Regions from separate parts of the Mus musculus genome. Here region 2 is linked to region 1. A link is a contact called in public Hi-C data. All regions are on one chromosome and are shown on one strand. The core of a region is the stretch at or near the end of the contact, and the rest is flanking DNA. Distances in the headings are between cores, read along the strand shown.

Region 1 (3,381 bases), core at 499-2,998:
TAACTGCTCAGCGATCTGTATGGCCTTCTTTTATTTTAGAGAGGATTTTATTGTGTTTCCCAGAGTGGCTTCAAACTAGAGCCTTCTTTCTTAGCCTCTCAAGTGTTGGGATTACAGGTGTTCACTACCACGTCCTCACAGACCTCATAAATGGCAGGGGTTTGTGGAGCCCAGATCAAAAGTGCATTTTCTAGAGCTGGTGTTCCTAAGAACCATGGTGTCTGTCCCACATGTTAAAATGACCCTGGGCTGGTTTCTGAGTGACCTGGCATTCTAACTGACCACAGACCCATATGTTCAGCTCTATCTTTCTGAACACAGCTGAAGAGCTACCACCCCCACAGAGTCCCCCTGAAAGGTCTGGACTGAGCTCTGAGCTCCTCTGAGTGTCCTAATGTTAAGGGCCTTCCTGTACCAGTCACAGAATCATGGCACTGTCTGTGCTCTTTAATCTTCTCAATTGGGGTCATGAATATTCATTAGCTCCTATTAGAGATTCCCAGGCTTTGGCTTGATGTAAAGCCAGGGGTGTGTGTGTGTGTGTGTGTGTGTGTGTAGTATATTTCTGGAAAAGTATATAGGAAGCGTCATAAGAGACATGGTAGGTTACAAAAAGTAGCCCTGTCCCTCTGTGCATGACTTTTTTTTTTTTTTAATCTTTTTACTGGGCATGGTGGTGTACATCTTTAGTTCCAGTATTTGGGAGGTAGAGGGAAGCAGATTCCTATGTGTTTGAGGGCAGCCTGGCTTAAAGGGTGAGACCCTGATTCAAAAAGTAATTTTTATTTTTTTTAAAAGATTTATTTATTTATTATATGTAATATACACTGTAGCTGTCTTGAGACACACCAGAAGAGGGAGTCAGATCTTGTTACGGATGGTTGTGAGCTACCGTGTGGTTGCTGGGATTTGAACTCTGGACCTTCGGAAGAACAGTCGGGTGCTCTTACCCACTGAGCCATCTCACCAGCCCCCAAAAAGTAATTTTTAAAAAGTGTATGTGTGTAAGGAAGCCTTGAAACAGCCAGGTGTGGTGGCGCATGCCTTTAATCTCAGCACTTGGGAGGTAGAGGCAGGCGGATTTCTGAGTTCAAGGCCAGCCTGGTCTACAAAGTGAGTTCCAGGACAGCCAGGGCTACAGAGAAACCCTGTCTCAAAAAACAAACAAACAAAAAAAGGAAGCCTTGACGCATACAGCTTTCTCCTCTTGTCTTACCATTTTTTCCCTCTCTTCTTGTTTTCCCTTTCCCTGTTCTCTCTCTCTTCCCTGTTATCTCTCTCTCCCTTCTTTCTCTCTCCTTCCCTTGCCCGCCCTCTCGCACTCCCAGACAACACACACACACACCACACCTCGAATTTTACTTAGTCCAAGACGACTTTAAACTTCTAATCCTCCTGCCTCCACCTCATTATGCCCTGAGATTGTAGGTATATACCCTCACACCTGATTTCACCAAGGATGGTTTTTTTTTTTTTTTTTTTTTTTTTTGAGACAGGGTTTCTCTGTTTAGCCCTGGCTGTCCTGGAACTCACTTTGTAGACCAGGCTGGCCTCAAACTCAGAAATCCACCTGCCTCTGCCTCCCGAGTGCTGGGATTAAAGGCGTGTGCCACCATGCCCGGCCCAAGGATGGGTAGCAAACTCAGTGCTTTGTGCTTGTTTGACAAACACTCCGCCAACTGAGCTACATGTCCAGCCCAAGAAAGTAACTTAAAAGCACATCAAATTATCTGCCTTCACTCACAGACCTTCTGCTCTAACAAGATAAAGTACCTTGAATTGTTTGTTGGTTGAAGACGAACTCCAGCTGCTAGCGAGAGGCATTACTGCACCCTTGTGGACATATTTGGTTACTGCATCCAGCTCTGTGCATCTTTATCAGAACAGCACTTTTCAATGCTTTGGCCATGTTGATAACAAGATAACAAAACGTCATTCTGTAACATCTTCTTACTGTTCTTCCACAGGAGATTATTATCAGAGTCAAGCCTGGATGTCAACTACCAACCACCTTTGTGGCCCGAAGGTGGTTCTGACCAACAGCCTGTTGCTCATAAAGAGGAGATGAGTTAAGAGGTGGAGGGGAAGGGGACTGAAGGGTCTTCTGAAGTTCCCAGATCTGGCTTTGGCATTCTCAGAGCACAGTAGGAGGACCTTGGTCATTCTCACACGGTTGATGCCCTCGAGTCTGGCACTTTTCTCTACTCCAGTAATGGCGATAGAGAGTTAGTGTGAAAGCCAGGAGAATGGCCCCTGGCATCCTGGATAGCACAGAGGAGACCCATCCTTGTGGACAGTCACAGGATGGCAGAAAAAAGATATATTGTGTGGAGTGGAAAACCTTGGAGATGTTTTGTTGTTGTTTGCTTGTGGGGTTTTGTTTTGCTTTTGTTGTGTGATAGGAGCTCACTTAAGTTGCCTAGGCTGGCCTTGAACTCGCTATGTAACCTAGGCAAGCAACACTTCCTGAGCAGGGGTTGATGACAAGTGTGGCCCTACCCTACTCCCTACAATCCGGAAGTTTCATGTCTGTGGCTATTTATTTATTTATTTATTTATTTATTTATTTTGGTTTTTCGAGACAGGGTTTCTCTGTGTAGCCCTGGCTGTCCTGGAACTCACTCTGTAGACCAGGCTGGCCTCGAACTCAGAAATCCGCCTGCTTCTGTCTCCCAAGTGCTGGGATTAAAAGCGTGTGCCACCACACACGGCAGAACAATTTCTTAGCACTTGTAAAGCCCTGCCTTTGATTCCCAGATTACAAAATAAAGGAACAATCTAAGGGCTACTTGCTGTCCCAGGTGGTGGTGGAGATCTAGCTTGAGACAGAAGATGTAGGACCTAGCCGGCAGATGGCGCTGGTAGGCCTGCAGACCTGGCCCAGCCCAGCTTTCTCTTGGAGGCCTGCTTCAGAGTCCAGTGACATGGTGAAGGCTGGTTTGTGTTCCTTCTAGTATCTCTGTCTCAAGGTCTTATAAACCAGCAGTCCTGGCACAGAGGTGCAAATATAAAATAACTGTAATAGGGAGAAACGTTCAAGATGAGAAGTAGGGCAGGAGCAATTCCAAAAACTGCTACCCAGCTGCACTGTGACCAGGGTCCCAGGAAAAATAATGGCAAAATGGAAAAAGAATGTATTTTGCTGACATAAATGCTAGGGACAGGCACTTTTAGTAGGGTGGGCAGGGGGAAGGAAGAATTCCGTGGCAGTCACCTTGGATCTTCTGTAGAGGACGCATCCTTGTGATAAAGGAAGAGCCCTTGGTTTTTAGTACTGCACTGTCAGGCGGTTTCTCCTCTGGTTAATTCAAAGATGCCAAGCTGTCAGTCTGGGGACATGAAACAAACCTTCCAGGCCTTACAAGTGGGTCAGTCCTTTTA
Region 2 (3,381 bases), core at 587-3,086, 160 kb after region 1:
CTACCACACACTTCTTAGGCATCCAATCACTTTTCTTTTCCAGGGTGCGGCCCTCACAGTTCTCGTTCCACAGTTAATAGGCCAAAAGCTCAGCATCCTCAACTGTAATAAAAGTGCCCAAAAGTGATCACTCCAGAAGTTGAAGTTAGGTATGTGTCCCTGTGGTTAGTCAACTCAGTTGCATTAGTTCAATAATGTTTTAAGACTTTCCAAGGATGGGGCTCCAGCACAGAGGCAGCAGGTTTGCATAGCTTGATAAGGCCCTGAGTCCCATCCCTAACCCTCCATGGGGCGTGTATTGCCAGAGGCCACCTGCTGGACCAGTGCTCCTTTAGGCTGTGCTACAGTGGAAAGTGTTACACCAAGCCTCACTTCCCCTCCTGACATCCTCCCAGCCTTTCGTTCTGACCATGATCCATTGTGGGCCTGATTAAGGGAGGAGAGGATACCTTATCTGAGACAGGATAGAACATCTTAGGCTCATTTCTATGTCACAATGGCAGGGCTATTTTCTAGAAGTGGGCAGAGAGCTAGAGATTGGACCCTACTTGTTCTTCCCTCCAACTCCCACCTCCACCCACTGAAAAGAGCTGCAGGGATTTGTAGGAACGTTTCCAAGGGAAGGTGAGGCTGTGGAGACCAAAAATATCACACACCTGCATCATATCTTTGATGTTGGGAGGTTAATGACACAAGAAGCAAATGAAACAAGCCATTCTCTCAGCAAGCAGGAGCAGGGTAGAGAAGTGCTTATAGTGAGAGAGATCTCCTAACCAGCCTGGAAGCCTGAACATGGTGTCTCCACCCTGCGGATATCTGAATGTGTCTCTAATCTAGCTTTCCCAGAGAATGGCTGGGATGCCACCTCCTGCCTCACTCTCCAGGACACACTCTTATCTTCACGTGCCACCCAATTGGCTGTTATCCAAATCCTAAGTACTAAGTGGGGTCCATGAGTTGGCTGGCTGAAGGGATAGGCAAATTAGAATAGCCAAACCCTGAGATACATGAAGTAAATGGATGCCAAATGTGCTGCATCCTGCAGCCATAGGGATCATTTCCTTGGACACACAGGAGACCCTGTCTACTCCCAGTTCACAAAAGTCCCAGAGTATCCTATACCCAAAGGATGTGGGAAGAAGCAGGGATATGTGGGCTTTTAAAATGTCTGCCCATTTGTTAACAGTGGCTTTTTTTCTTCCCTCCTTTCCTGCCACTGCTAGGCCAGCCACCTACCTTGGTTTCTGCCCAGATTTCTGTCCTCAGTGAAGCCACCTGGTCTCCTCTTACAGGCTAGGCTTCCACTACTAGCTCCAGTAGTGTTTGCATGTGTCACTCCTTCCCATGTTAAATAGTGTACCACACACTGACAAAACCCTAACTTAAGGTCCCACTGGCCATGGCAACTTTGGTATGGGATGGTGTCTCCTGATTTACCTGGTATTGGTCCAGCTCTCACCACATCCCTTAGGAAACTCACAAAGACCCTGTCCATTCCCTGGGGCATGACAGCCTTCCTAGCCTCTCAGCCAACTTTCCCCAAATTCTACATCCATTCTTGGCCACCAGGACCCTGATGGCTTCTTACTGCAGGCCCTGGGATCTGCCCTAAAACATGGACCCTCTCTGCCTAGTTGTAAATGCCCATCTGAGTGTAAGATATTCTTGTCACTCAGATCTGTCTCCTAAGAGCTCCAGGGCTTCATATCAAAACACCTTGGACACCATTAGGTGTTCCCTATCTCACATCCCAGAAGGAGTTCCAGCAGGTCTGCCCTAGGAATCTCTTGGGTCCTTCTGTTTCCCTGTTACTTGTTACCCAGACAGCTATAACAACTTCCTGTTCTGGGTGTTTCTGCTTTGCATTGTGACCAAACAGGCCGAGGCTTTGCCTCTTCCTAACCACTGTGAGGCCCCTCCAGCCACTTCCTGGTCTGTCCTTTGCACATGTTGTCCCCATCTCATGGATCACACCCCTCCCACACTGTGAGCTTCTGTGTAACTGCTGCTTCCTCTCCAGCTGTGGCCACTCCCACTCACCACATGCTTCTTGTGCCCTTGAAATAATTAGTTCATGTCAACACATGTAAAATACATAAGATTCTAAACAGAAAAAAAGCTCGTTCATAATTTTCATAATGATTTTATATTGCAATGAAAATATTCTGGATATACTTGGTTAAAAATACTAAGTTTACCCTTTTTTAGACAACTTTTTGGAATGACTATGGGAACACATTCAATCACACATATGGCTCAGCCTGTATTTCTATTGGGGAACCTGGCCTCTGGGGACCTCGGTGAGGATGAGACGAGGAGCCACCTCTGCCTATTTCCCTGGTTTCAGAGGAAGGTGCTGATGAGGGGGAGGACGATGTGTGCACACCTGGCAGGGCCCTGGAGGTGAGCAGTTTTCAGAGAGGATACGGGGAAAGGAAGCACCTCATGACGACATTTTCCACCTTTTATTACTCAAGTGTGTGGGGCTGGAGATGTAGGGGCAGGGCAACAGCAGGTTTCAATAAATAAGAAATGGGATGGGCAGTGGGCCCCGCGCCTGCACGGCCCCACATAAATAACGAGGCACTGAGCCAGAGCAGAGACTAAGACAGGCTGGATTGGCAGTCACCCCTGCTACCCAAAACTCAGGCAGATACTGTACCACAGGGGCATTGAAAACCACAGGCCACAGGCACTCCCTAGCCTGCCTGTCTCCTCTTCCCACAGCTCCAGAGCTTGAGGGCAGCAGGGTGGACTGAGGCTCTGCACCAGAGAGCCCTGTCCAAGTCAAGTCATTTTTCAGTTTCATTAAAAATAGCAGGGTAGGGGCAGGCACATGCATTAAACCCCTTCTGAAGGCATCACCATAATAGACAGTCCCATGGGAGCCATGAAGGCCAAGGCCCAGGAAGCAGCAAAAACAGGCCAGATAAAGCTACTAATGGGAGGGTAGCAAAGTCAAGCTCCCCCCAACAGGACTCAGCCCAGAATCTGCAAAGAGCTGGAGAGGTCCTGGGAACTGAGTTCTCCTCCCCTACGTACCTAGGGATAAGCCCAGGATTGGAACCCAGGTACTCTGCCACCAGTACAGGGCTCTTTGCTACCCCTTCCCTCTATAGGGCCTGCCAGAAGAGAGGGAGTCACATCCAGGGTCCAGGACATGGGCAAGAGTGGCTAGTTCCCAAGGCACAAGCTTGGGGCCAGGTACAGATACCACTCCTCCACCAAACCAGACCTCTAAGGGACAGAGGGCTCCTATGATGTGTTCAGGGCAGGCACAGGGTTACAGCACCCTGCATGGAAGTAACCGGGACTGCAGGGATAGGGTGGGCTCTTGATCTCCTGCTCACGTGCTGTGCCGCAGGCTGCCTCCTCAGTGGG

Evidence for each region. A called contact is a pair of places that touch in the nucleus more often than the background predicts.
Region 2: a Hi-C map of bone marrow-derived macrophages shows a contact between it and region 1, with 36 read pairs. The contact joins two enhancer-like sites. A contact is called at or near these places in 1 of 39 promoter capture datasets (Sertoli cells), 4 of 15 datasets of contacts at CTCF or cohesin (CD8 T cells, embryonic stem cells, large pre-B cells and 1 more), 23 of 484 Hi-C or Micro-C datasets (B cells, the Ba/F3 cell line, the G1E-ER4 cell line and 14 more), 15 of 115 datasets of contacts at active chromatin or transcription factors (the 230-238 cell line, DN3 thymocytes, the HPC-7 cell line and 9 more) and 1 of 9 other capture datasets (adipose tissue).

The regions. Positions count from the first base shown.
Region 1 is chr7:100,682,968-100,686,348 of GRCm38.p6, forward strand. No RefSeq gene overlaps it. Among named protein-coding and RNA genes, the nearest start is that of Gm35082, 9.7 kb to the left of the region's middle. Within about 2 kb of position 1,749, at least 23 of the 459 cell types and tissues checked have an H3K27ac peak or open chromatin away from gene starts, as enhancers often do. A contact at or near this core is called in the G1E-ER4 cell line, bone marrow-derived macrophages and fetal liver, where this site is marked.
Region 2 is chr7:100,843,720-100,847,100 of GRCm38.p6, forward strand. It overlaps Relt (RELT tumor necrosis factor receptor), which reads right to left. Exons shown (of 11, transcript NM_177073.6): 11 at 2,129-3,381. Among named protein-coding and RNA genes, the nearest start is that of Relt, 18 kb to the right of the region's middle. Within about 2 kb of position 1,837, at least 128 of the 459 cell types and tissues checked have an H3K27ac peak or open chromatin away from gene starts, as enhancers often do. A contact at or near this core is called in the G1E-ER4 cell line, bone marrow-derived macrophages and fetal liver, where this site is marked.